Regions from separate parts of the Zea mays genome. Here region 2 is linked to region 1. Evidence: chromatin contacts called from public Hi-C data. All regions are on one chromosome and are shown on one strand. The core of a region is the stretch at or near the end of the contact, and the rest is flanking DNA. Distances in the headings are between cores, read along the strand shown. Region 1 holds the start of LOC542685 (cellulose synthase10). Region 2 holds the start of LOC542707 (mitochondrial chaperonin 60).

The links. Hi-C and Micro-C count contacts between places; a contact is called where the count stands out from the background.
Region 2: a Hi-C map of tassel shows a contact between it and region 1, with 2.2 times the contacts expected there. The contact joins the promoter of LOC542707 here to the promoter of LOC542685 in region 1. A contact is called at or near these places in 3 of 25 Hi-C or Micro-C datasets (ear, leaf and tassel).

The regions. Positions count from the first base shown.
Region 1 is chr1:239,978,353-239,984,427 of Zm-B73-REFERENCE-NAM-5.0, reverse strand. LOC542685 (cellulose synthase10) reads right to left here and starts at 3,854. Exons shown (of 8, transcript NM_001112202.1): 1 at 3,743-3,854; 2 at 3,470-3,668; 3 at 3,193-3,381; 4 at 2,955-3,111; 5 at 1,771-2,860; 6 at 1,079-1,657; 7 at 632-982; 8 at 1-542. The coding sequence starts at 3,826. It overlaps LOC100284181, which reads right to left. Exons shown (of 5, transcript NM_001157077.1): 4 at 5,025-5,090; 5 at 4,640-4,933. The coding sequence ends at 4,883.
Region 2 is chr1:240,290,067-240,296,099 of Zm-B73-REFERENCE-NAM-5.0, reverse strand. LOC542707 (mitochondrial chaperonin 60) reads left to right here and starts at 1,446. Exons shown (of 17, transcript NM_001112220.1): 1 at 1,446-1,665; 2 at 2,092-2,223; 3 at 2,490-2,649; 4 at 3,718-3,893; 5 at 3,982-4,077; 6 at 4,381-4,485; 7 at 4,586-4,672; 8 at 4,763-4,852; 9 at 4,914-4,994; 10 at 5,080-5,148; 11 at 5,328-5,405; 12 at 5,499-5,594; 13 at 5,732-5,831; 14 at 5,992-6,033. The coding sequence starts at 1,597.

The sequences.
Region 1 (6,075 bases), core at 2,605-5,104:
GGGATAAACGGGTCGATCCTGACCCAGACGAGCGAGAAGATGGAGGCGAGGAGGATGGACCAGAGCACGACGATGGTGGGCGTCCGGTTCTGCCTCCCCATGAGCCCCTTGAGGAACGGGTAGAGGTGGACGATGACCCAGAAGGAGAAGAAGAGCTTGCCGAAGAGCGGGCCCCAGGAGCCGTAGCCGTTGTTGACGGCGTCGGACACGCCGGCCACGATGCCCACCATGTTGATGATGATGAGCGTGGTGGGGGGCACCAGCAGGGTGGTCCACTTGAAGAGGTAGAGGTCCCCGAAGGCGTCGGCCTCGTCGCCGGCCGCCTTGGAGGTGACGGTGAAGCTGGTGTCCACGCCGCCCAGAACCTTGAGGAAGCCCTGGAACACGGCGAAGAGATGCGCGGACACGCCGCCGATGACCCAGAACTGCTCGTTGCGCCACCAGTCCTCGATGCTCACCCCGCTCCACCGCAGCTCCAGGACGCTCGTCGCGATGATGGACAGGAAGAGCGCGATGAACCAGATGCTGGCGAGGTTGTTCAGCTGTCGTCCAATATACCATAAATATAAGGTGCTTCTTAATGACAGGCATATACTACGTGCACTCAATAATGCAACTCGCGATCACTCACCGTGGGAATGATGAACTTGCCGGTGAGCAGGCAGACGGCGGGGATGGTGCAGTAGGCGAGGAGCGGGATGGAGGTGAAGGGGTACACGATGGTGTTGGTGTAGGCGAAGCGCTCCAGCCACTTGAGCCGGCCGCCGTAGGCGTACCAGAGCGGGCAGTGGCGGCTCATGAAGATCTCCACGGACCCCAGCGCCCAGCGCAGCACCTGGTGGAGACGATCAGACAAGTTGATGGGCGCCGACCCCTTGAACGCCGGCCGTGTCGGCGTGCAGTACACGGACTTCCACCCCCGGCAGTGCATCTTGAACCCCGTCAGGATATCCTCTGTCACCGACCCATAGATCCACCCAATCTGGAGCAGCAGACACGGATCCGATTAAATCCCGAGAATACAGCGGCCCTAACAGTAGGAGTAAGTAATGGAAATGGTGAAAGAAAAGTATACTACCTCCTTGCCCCACTCGGTCTTCTCCTCGTATCCGCAGCTGATGACGTGGATGGCCTCCTTGATGAGCGCGGCGGGGTCGGCGGCGGCGCCCTGCGGCAGGCCGCCGTCCTCGACGAGCGTGGAGGCGATGAACACGGGCGACTGGCCGAACCGCTTCTCGAAGCTCTTCTGCGACATGAGCGAGGAGCGCTCCAGCTCGTCGTACCCCTCCAGCCCCTCCTCGATCTCCTCCAGCTCGAACGCGCGCTGGTGCTTCTTGTACAGCCCGCCGCCCTTCTTGCTGCCGGCCACCGACCCGCCGCCGAGCTTGTCCTTCTTGCTCCGCTTCCTGTAGAAGCCGAGCAGGCCCCGGCGCGGCTCCTCGCCGCCGTCGCCCTTCTTGTCCTTGCGCGCCTTGCCGCGCTTGCCGCCGCCGAAGCAGCAGCAGCAGCAGCACCACGACGGCCAGCAGTCGCACGTCATCTTGGGCCGCTTCTCGGGCCGCGGCGGGTCGTAGCCGTACAGCGCCTGGCGGTTGAACACGCACCCCGTGCCGACGTACACCGGGCCCTGGATGCCGTCCAGCCCCTTCATGTTGATCTGCATTGCAAGCGCGGGAGGACACGGGTCACGCACGCGGCACGACACAAGGACGAAGAGAGATCAGAACGATGATGAATCACGAAGCATAAAGCAGCTGGCTCATCACGTACGTCGAAGAAGACGACGTTGCGGTTGGCGTATCGGTCGTGGCGATCGATGCCATCGAAGCGCTGCGGGAACTGGACGTAGCAGAGCTTCTTCCCCAGCTGCGGGTCCATGAGGAAGCACATGGCCTCGCGCACGGCCTTGCTGTTGTTGACGTAGTGGTCGCAGTCGAGGTTGAGGATGAAGGGCGCGTTGGTGAGCACGGCGGAGACGCGCACCAGCGCGTTCATGGCGCCCGCCTTCTTGTGGTGGTTGTACCCGGGGCGCTTCTCACGGGACACGTAGACGAGGCGCGGCAGCTCGTGGCCCTCCACGTCCAGCGCGCCCTGGTTGCCGAGGTAGACCTGGATCATGCCCGGGTGGTCGCGCGTGTTGTTCCCGGGCCACGGCGTGCCGTCCTGCATGACCCACCCCTCCTCGGGCTTCTTCTGCGCCTTGGCCACCAGCGCGTTGATGCGCACCTTGAACTCCTCGTACTCCCTCTTCATGGCGCGGCGCTCCTTGACGAACGTCGGCTGCACCTTGTCCTTGAGGTAGTCGATCTTCTGCGAGAAGTAGAACTCCGGGGCGCGCGGCTCCACGGCGAACTTCTTGCAGAAGGGCACCCAGCGGCGCGCGAACTCGGCGGTCTCGGACAGCGCGTCGAAGAGCAGCATGGACGCGCCGTCGTCGGAGACGTAGCAGCTGACGCGGTCCACGGGGTAGTCGACGGCGAGGATGGACAGCACGGTGTTGGCGGTGATGATGGGCGGCTCCTTGAGCGGGTCCACCGTGCTGACGAAGAAGTCGATGGGGGACAGCCGGCACGCCTCGCCCTCACGGTCGTACCGCAGCGCCAGGCGGTCCAGGTACGTCTCCCGCGTCACCGGCGCCCACTTTGGCAGCTGGTCCAGGATCCAGGAGAAGGCGAACCAGAGCTCGCAGATGACGGACGCCAGCCACAGAGGCACGGCGTCCGTGGCGGGCGTCGTGATCCGGAACTTGAGGAAGAAGCAGAGCACCACCAGGCGGAGCACGATGACGATGCGGTACGGGTTGATCATGCTCGACGGGATCGGAACCTTGCGCCACAGCGGCTGTCGGGCCTCGGCAAGCCTATATGCACATCAGTTGTTTGTTTTGTTCCGTATATATGAGTGAGACCTTCACCCGCAGCAGTGAACAGTGATTGAGAAATCTCGGAGCTTACAGCATGTACTCGTCTTCGTTCTTGTCGTCGTCGTCGTCGCTGTCGTCGTGGTTGAGCTTGCCCCTCTTCTCCTGCTTGGTCTTCCACTTGTCGATCCGGTCCTTCCACTCCATGCTCCCCTCCATCTCCCTCTCCGCCTCCAGGTCCTTCCCGGCGACTGCACGCGGACTCATATTGGTCAGCAGACCCATCTTGCGACACGCCAGCATCATCGTCAATGGAACCGCACACCACTCACCGCTTCCGGTGAAGGACGACAGCGTCTGGCCACCCGTCCGCCATTTCTGCGCCGGGTGCTCGCCGTTCTCCGAGTAGACGTCGAACGCGACAGGCTCGTGAGGCTTCTTGGGGCTCTTGGCGGGGAACTCGTCCTCGAAGTCGTCCATCTCCGGGCCCTCCTCCTCGTCCCCTTCCACCCTCGGGCACCCTGCAACAGCCCCAAGTCGAAATCTTTTTTTTAGTGTTGGTGAGGCGAGGCCGAGGCGCACCAACCCAAAGTATACCGAGCCTAGTACCTTTCTGGCGCTTGTAGCGGGTGTTGCACTGCGGGCAGCACTGCGTGCCCTCGCTGCGCTCGTACTCGTAGCAGGGCCGGCAGACGGGGAAGCCGCACTCGGCGCACGCCACGAAGGGCTGCCCGTCCTCCCGCGTCCCGACCTCGTCGGCGCACACGCGGCACGTCTTCACGTCGGCGCTCCGGACCTTGGCGTTCGGCTGCGCGCGGCGATCATCGATCAGTGACAATGCCATCAATAACTGACAGAGGATCAAAAGCAATGGGAACTAACCTCCTCGCGGGCGCGCATGACATGCAGCTCGTCCCGCATGTGCGAGCCCGCGGCGAGGCCACCGGTGACCGAGCCGGCGTCCATGCCGATTGCCGAGCGATCGACCGGGGGCTGTGGGGGTGAGGTATCCGTGAAGGGACACGGAAGTGGCCACGGTGATATAGCTGATGGCAGGCGCGAGGTGTGGTGACTGGTGAGGCGCCGAGGCGGGCGGTAAGGTGGCGGGGTGGCGTCCCGCACCAACCGTGAGTTGGGGAGTCCGGCGTTGATTAGAGCACAAGCCAAGGCAGGCAGGTGCATGACAAACACATCAGGGCTCGCTTCGAGATCAAGCCGGGAAATGTGTCGCACACTCGCAGTGTTTCCGAAGCAAACGTGCTGAGCGCGCCCTGCCCTGCCCAGTTTTCTGTCCAAATCAAATCAGGAGCAGAGGCCAGAGCGAGCGAGAGGGGTGGTTGCCGGTGACGTCTCAGCGTTTCTGGTAGGATGGCGAGCTCATGTCGTGCCAGTGTGACGGTGAAGTCAGTGTGTGTATAAATGGCAGGTGGTAGGACAGCCATCCAGACCATCTTACCAAAGACACATGTGCTTGCGCGATACCACGCCGACAAAACACAACACGGCCTCTCTTCAGAACCGTCTGAACTTCGTTAACTCGCCTGAACTCCGAATAAGTGCAAAAGCAGGAAGCGCCCTGAGGCTGTATCGTCATTGAGGTACTTTATAAAACACCGACACAAAAGGGCAACAAATGTTTGGTTGCTTCGGCCAATGCCACGATATGGCACATTCGCAGAAAGAAGCTCAGTGGATCCACGAATGCCAGACATTTCATAATAAGGTCTTAAACATGGAAATGCGCTGCAAGAATCTCCAGAACGCAATGACTCGACTGGGTGCTGTTGAATCGGGGCATATTAAGATAGAAATTTAGTTGCATACAAAATCGTCAACGTCTCCAACATATCTTTCTTGTGCTACATAAACCTATCTGAGAGCAAAACAACATCATAACAGGTGCGAAAATTGCCTCAGGTAAGCTGAGGCTGTATTAAATGAAAGCTGGTGCCGATCTCAGCACAAAACTCCACTCTCACCCTCTGTCCAGTCCGAACAACAACGACCTTCTTCGTGTGCAACTTACACGGTGTACCGTCCACCTCTGCTTGGCTTATCCCTTCTCGAGTCGTCCTGCACATGAGGCATCAAGATAGTGAGCTCACTGTTCAGCAGATATATAGAAGCTATAAGCAGCAGCTGAAGAAAGAAACCGAAGGCATACATGGAAAGTGTAGATGATCTTGTCATTGTAGTCGATGACATCCTTCCATTTCTTGCCAATGTTTACCTGTATAAAAAAAGGAATGACCCAAACTCGGATGTCAGAACAGCACGTTAATGTCCTTTTGAGTACAAAGGGCAACGGAGACTTGAAAAGTAACACAATTGCAGCATGGGAAACTGTTGGTGCAATGAGATAGCCATGCCCCACAGAAGATGGAACTACAGTAAGGTTGTTAAAAAATTACAAAATGGTCAAAGATTCTCCAAAACCAAAAGGAAAAGGCTTCTGTGTCCTCTCTTCTTTTTTCCAATATTCCATTCAGAGCATAGAGGACGAAGAATAGTGTTCATGTAACAATGTTATAACATAAACAGTACCAGAAAATGCAACATGTATTTCCTGCAACAGCACACTTAATAGAGAATCCAAGTCCCCACTTTCATGCAACATCACACTGAATACAGTATTACCACTGAACAGGTTGTATTCACAAAACTTCTAGCAAACTATGTAATTTTCTTCCAGGGAGATGATTTAGGCATAACAACTTGAGCATTTGAAGAGAATAATAGTATAACAATAATACAAAAACTTACAAAAGCTGAAGCCGGTAGCAGGGTAAACCAGTTATAAACTAGGGAGGATTTGCACAACTTAGATACTACTTGCGAAGAAAACACTGGACCAAGTTCGCCCCTTATGAAGATATATGAACAAAGATACTATACTATGATGCATAAGCATAGCTATTAAGGCGTCACCTAAGCATCGCTTAGGCGGTAAGGCGAGCATACAGGCTGGAGCGTCTAACTCGCCTCAGCCAGCCTTAGGAATAATGTGTCGCCTTGCTCGCTATGGCGTCCATGAAAAGTTCCTGAGGCGTCGCCTTAACTGGATAAGGGTAGGGTTACTAGAAGAAAAACAGAGTGAGGCCAGGGGTATCCATAATCTTCTGTTCGAGTTCCTTGGGCAGCCAAAGGGCAGGGCGGCGACGGCTCCACTGCAGTTTCCTGTGGGCAGCGCGGGCACGCCCTTGCTGCTGCGGACA
Region 2 (6,033 bases), core at 197-2,696, 310 kb before region 1:
TTGCATGTTTTTTTTTGGAATCGGGTAGAACGGGCTACCCATACCCGAATCGAATTTTCTAGATACCCAAATTTTCAGGTTTAGTTTAGATCGAGTACATTTTCGAGTATTATTTCTAAAAGCTCGAATTGTGAAAAGCCCAATCTAGCCGACCCAAAAAATACGGGCTAAATCAAATGCCCAAACTATCCGAATACCCGAATAGCAGTCTGTCATGTACATAGTTTATTTGGTGCTCAGACTATCGCATATGTAGCCAACTAGCCATTATAGGTTCATTAGCGAGCTTCATTGCACGTCGCTTATTGAAATGACTGGTTCAAACTAGCTGCCATTTTATTTTCACGAATCAACCAGCAACATAGTTGTTTATTTTCTGGGGAACTTACATAAAAGCCTTTTTTTTCCGCCTTTCGCAGATCCAGTGAGGAGTGAGGACGCCATCTAGACATGAAAGAAGGGATCTTTTTCTTTTGCGCTGATGGAAAATATGCATTTGATGCTTGTTTATCTACTTCTATCTTCCGTCCTGGTCGATGAAGCTCTGTGCTTTTGCGTACTTTGCAATATTATTGGACATGTTCGCCTGTCCTCAACGGTTATGCTTGTCTTTTGTTGCTGGAGCATCTTGTTGATCTCCATGGACCTTTGGTTGTACCCTAGGTCCCGTGTAACATATGGATGGATAGACCGAATTCTTGAACATTGTATGAAACCTATGCTATGGTTCTACTCTGGTACATGTAAATATTTGTTAGCGGTTATGTTTTTTCCCTTGACTTGCTTGCGACAACAGGCAAAAGCAACGATATTATTGTGTGTCGCAACAGGAACAGGAGGGAGCATGGAGTGCACTTCTTGTTCTAGTATATTGAGGCCTCGTTTGGTAGAGGCTCCATGATTCTCTAATACAGTGATTCTGAGTGATTTTCTATTGCAAGTGAATCTATTTGACGAAAACTGTTTGATAAATAGGCTGTGAAGTGATTTTTGAAGGATTAAAGAGTGAGAAGCAGGTTGAGAGTGGTGGGAAGCAGGTTTTTTTGCTCCCAATTTCTAGTACAAAGTAGAGACTAGATTCACTTCACTATTAACATGAAGCAGTTCAGATTTTTATAGTTTGGTTCGATAAGAGTGATTCTCGCTAAGAGCGGAGCTCCTGAATTGTCCCCCGAAAATAAGTGATTTCAATAATCAATATTCTGCGCCGTGATATTCAGATTGTTAATGGGTTAGAAGTGGCGGGCCGCAGCCCAGAAATATCAAAGCCCACTTTGAAGACGGCAGCAGCCGGAGCGCGGCAGCGCCTGTGCTGGCTGCCGCGGCCGCACCCCGCCGCACCCTGCGAGGCGATCAACAACCAGCAAAACCCTAAACCCTAGTGGATGTTTCTAGAGCCGCCGTGCACCCTCATTCGTCTCGCCTGCACTGTTTCTAAAATCAACCCGTCCCCCACCTCCTCGCCGCCTCGCATCCTTTCCCCCTCCGCAAGAAAGAAAGCGAAGCAACTCTCCGCCGCCTCCATTCCTCCACAGCCCACACCAACCAAACCTCTCGCCGACAACAGCCTCGGTCCCCGCGCCACCATCCGCAATCATGTACCGCGCGGCCGCTAGCCTCGCCTCCAAGGCGCGGCAAGCCGGGAGCAGCTCCGCCGCTCGCCAGGTGAGAGCAGACTCGTGTTTATACGCGTGTGATGGGTCTGATGGAGGATCCCGCCCTCAGATTTGGTAATGTTGGCCTGGGGTTCTAGTAGTTCTGCGTGCAGGGCTGTGGGTTTGCTGCATGGTGCTGTTTATTTTGGTGGCGATCTGCCGGAATCTGTAGTTCGCTCGCGCAAAATCTAAGCTAGCTCGCTAATGGCGTACTGGCGTGGGGTTTCACATTAATCTACGGTGGTGAACTCGTCACTACCGTCCTCCAGTTAGCTGTTAGACACCGAATACACTGATTGGCAGTTGAGAAACATTGATCTGATCCAGCAGAAATCGATGTCTTGTGAAATTCGTTATTTTATTGTCGTGTAACCTTGGGGCATGGCAGTCTCTAATTGATCACGCACTCACCTCTGTTGTGTGTGATGCTTTATAGGTTGGAAGCAGGCTTGCCTGGAGCAGGAACTATGCTGCCAAGGACATCAAGTTTGGTGTTGAGGCCCGTGCTCTGATGTTGAGGGGTGTTGAGGAGTTGGCAGACGCTGTCAAAGTGACAATGGGTCCTAAGGTATAACCACATTCTTATACAGATGACAAACAGTTACTGATCATTATGAATGACTACCAAATTTTCTTAATACAACACATCATCGCATTCTAGTTATGCTGAACACTTGCATGTCACTTTCCATCCTGATGTCAATATTCTAGGAGCCACAAATGGTCACTATTGCACTCACTGATTCCAATACTGTTTGGTTTGTTTTACTTTGTTGTAATACTGTTGCCTTAGTTGTTTGTTTTGTACTTGAACTTATCGCCTGCCTTCTGTAGGGGCGCAATGTGGTTATTGAGCAAAGCTTCGGTGCACCGAAAGTCACAAAGGATGGTGTGACTGTTGCGAAGAGCATTGAATTTAAGGATAGAGTAAAGAATGTTGGTGCGAGCCTTGTGAAACAGGTTGCTAATGCAACTAATGACACTGCTGGTGATGGTATGACATCCTTTGTGCTGATTTTGGTTTATTGTGAACAAAGAATGGTCTCTGTAAAAGATTATTAAGGAGTTTGTCTTCTGAACTTCCAAACATGTTACTTGTGTGGAAGTATTCCTGGAGTAGATGGTGCTGTTTCTTAGTTTCATCGTTGCTTTGCTACTCATATTTGTGATACACTGGTTGGGTCTTCGGCAAGGCAGGCCAGGCACTGGGTCTGTTTTTTTACTGACCTTAAAGTATAGGTCACGGTTTCGAAGCAACCTCTCCGCATGTGCGGGGGAGTCTCAGGCACTGCTCTTTTACTGTTTGGTTCTTTTTGGAATTGGAACTGTAGCATGTGATCCAATATGTCCAGTATTGCTCCTTGTTGTCTTTGCTATTTTGTTAAGTTTGTTAGCTCTGGTGGTGTGCATACTGTTATTTTTCTCCCTTGGTGTGAATGCCAGCCTTGGTTGCTTCTTCGTAATAATATTACATGATAAGGTTATCTAATTTCTCGTTGTGGCTAATGTTGAAGTGTATAAGTGGATTGTCTACCCTCTTTTGACAACATAAGTTTTTGGGTTGACTGGTTAGTACATCCACTCTAATATGGTATCATGGTATCAAAGCCAGAGGTCTCGAGTTTGAATCCTAGCAGAGACTTCATTTGTGCCTCCGCTCCTTTATTTCTACGTTTGTGCCTTTCTTTCTTGCTGGATGTGAGTGGGGGTGTTGAAGTGTATAAGTGAATTGCCTACCTTTTCATGATAGCTTAAGCTTTTGGGTTGATCTGGTTAGTGAATCCACTCTAGCAGTTAATAATATTATTCTCCATCCTTAAAAGAGGCATATTGCATCTTGAAATAAGTCTATACTAGTGTGTAAAAATCATACAATTAGATTCACATTCCAAAGTTGTTTCAATATATATTAGTTTTTGTAGCTATCAATAATATATTTTGAGAAAAAAATAGTTAAAAGTCTGACCGGTCTAACATAAACTATGCCTCATATTGTTGAATTGTATGTAGCTTGTTGATGCTTTCTTCGAACTGTACGTGATCTGATATCCAAAAAATTCAGGTACCACATGTGCTACTGTTTTGACAAAAGCAATATTTACTGAGGGGTGCAAATCTGTTGCGGCTGGAATGAATGCAATGGATTTAAGGCGTGGAATCTCAATGGCTGTTGATGCTGTTGTGACCAATCTGAAGGGCATGGCCAGAATGATTAGCACTTCAGAAGAAATTGCACAGGTATATCTGCAGCACCCTAGTTACTTTATTTTGTTCTTATCCTGTCCATCCCTCACCTTTTTTTATTCTCTCTATCCTGTATGTAAAGGTGGGTACAATATCAGCAAATGGAGAAAGGGAAATTGGTGAGCTTATTGCCAAGGCTATGGAGAAGGTTGGCAAAGAGGGTGTGATCACTATTGCGGTAAGTTAAAACTAAAGCCTACATGTGATACCTTTTTAGGCTATTCGTCTATGGCTCTATGGACCCTTCTGTTTCCACTATATGGGTAGTCCACTTGCCCTAGTATCTAAAGTAACCTTACGGTCCAACACTGAGGATAAGTTGGCTCATGCACACAGCTTCAGTTGATTCTAATTGTGTACAACCCTACACGGCTCTGTTTGTGTGGTCTACTGATAAGTGCACATTTTGATTGTTTCCTTGTTTTTGCTCTTTTCTGCATTGTTCTGTTTCAACTTATTGGCTGATTTAAATGTTCTGTAGGATGGCAACACCCTTTATAATGAGCTTGAAGTTGTGGAGGGTATGAAACTTGACAGAGGTTACATCTCTCCGTACTTCATTACCAACTCAAAAGCCCAGAAATGTGTAAGTGCCATTTATTTTTGCCTGGTAGTCTATATGTTTCTTTGAGACCTTTGGTTGTATACAACACATGAATATCTTAGTTGTACTTTTTGTATCGCAGGAACTGGAAGACCCATTGATCTTAATTCATGACAAGAAAGTGACAAATATGCATGCTGTGGTTAAGGTTTTAGAAATGGCTCTAAAGGTATTCTGTTTGCTCTCATTTAACGGTAACAGTATTGGTTCATTGTGGGCCTTTGCTGATTCTTTTTTTTTCATTCTTTGCTTGGAACAGAAACAAAGGCCTCTACTGATTGTTGCAGAAGATGTGGAAAGTGAAGCATTAGGTACTCTGATTATTAACAAGCTTCGTGCAGGCATCAAGGTAGGTTCTGTCAAGTTTCTCTGTTTGGTACCATTTCTGTTCTAATTGGAACAACATTCAGGTCTGTGCTGTCAAAGCTCCTGGTTTTGGGGAAAACAGGAAGGCAAACTTACAGGACCTCGCTATCCTTACCGGAGGAGAGGTAGGCTTCACAGTTGTTTCTGGTGTGCATTTTATTTCTCTGTATAATTAAAAACGACTTGTCTCATCAATTCATCATGATTCAGGTAATAACTGAAGAGCTAGGAATGAACCTTGAGAATGTTGAGCCTCACATGCTGGGTTCATGCAAAAAGGTATAGTAGATGATTTAAAAGGATTTTTCTATTGATTTGGATTGCAGCAACCTTCAGCCTTAAGTCACAGTATTCTAACATGAGCTCAGTGTTGTGCAAGTACCAAAATCTGTTGTGTTTGTACATGTGCTTTGATGTAATACTATTTTATGTGCTGAATGACTTCCTTTTCAATACAGGTGACTGTCTCTAAGGATGACACTGTTATTCTTGATGGCGCTGGAGACAAAAAGTCTATTGAAGAGAGGGCAGACCAGGTTCGTGCAATATTACTTTTGTTGTGCTGTCTTAAATTGCTTCTAACTTTCTGGTTCTGATAATTTATGGATTATGGATTATGGATGTTGCAGATTAGATCAGCAGTTGAGAACAGCACTTCAGATTATGACAAGGAAAAGCTCCAGGAACGGTTGGCAAAGCTCTCTGGAGGTGTTGCTGTTCTGAAGGTGAGGTTATTGACCTACTGTATGTATTTACGAATGGTAGATTACATGTTCTTGTTTTATATCGTAATTGTAATAACTGTTACCTGTGGCTCTCTGATATTTCCTGATTTTGTGCCTATGTGTGCATCCTTTCCTAGATTGGAGGAGCCAGCGAAGCAGAAGTTGGTGAGAAGAAGGATAGAGTGACAGATGCACTGAATGCTACTAAAGCTGCTGTTGAAGAGGGCATTGTACCAGGTAATGTATCAATTAAAATTTCATGGGGGGGGGGTGTTTATGCTGATTTCCTGTGTTATTTGCTCCTACTGATTCCTGTTGCATCAGTATTTGTGTTAGTTATTCCTGATTTCCTGTTGCGTCAGTATGCCCGGGAGTCAATCTTTAATTGTGTATGCAGGTGGTGGTGTTGCTCTTCTCTATGCATCGAAGGAGCTCGATA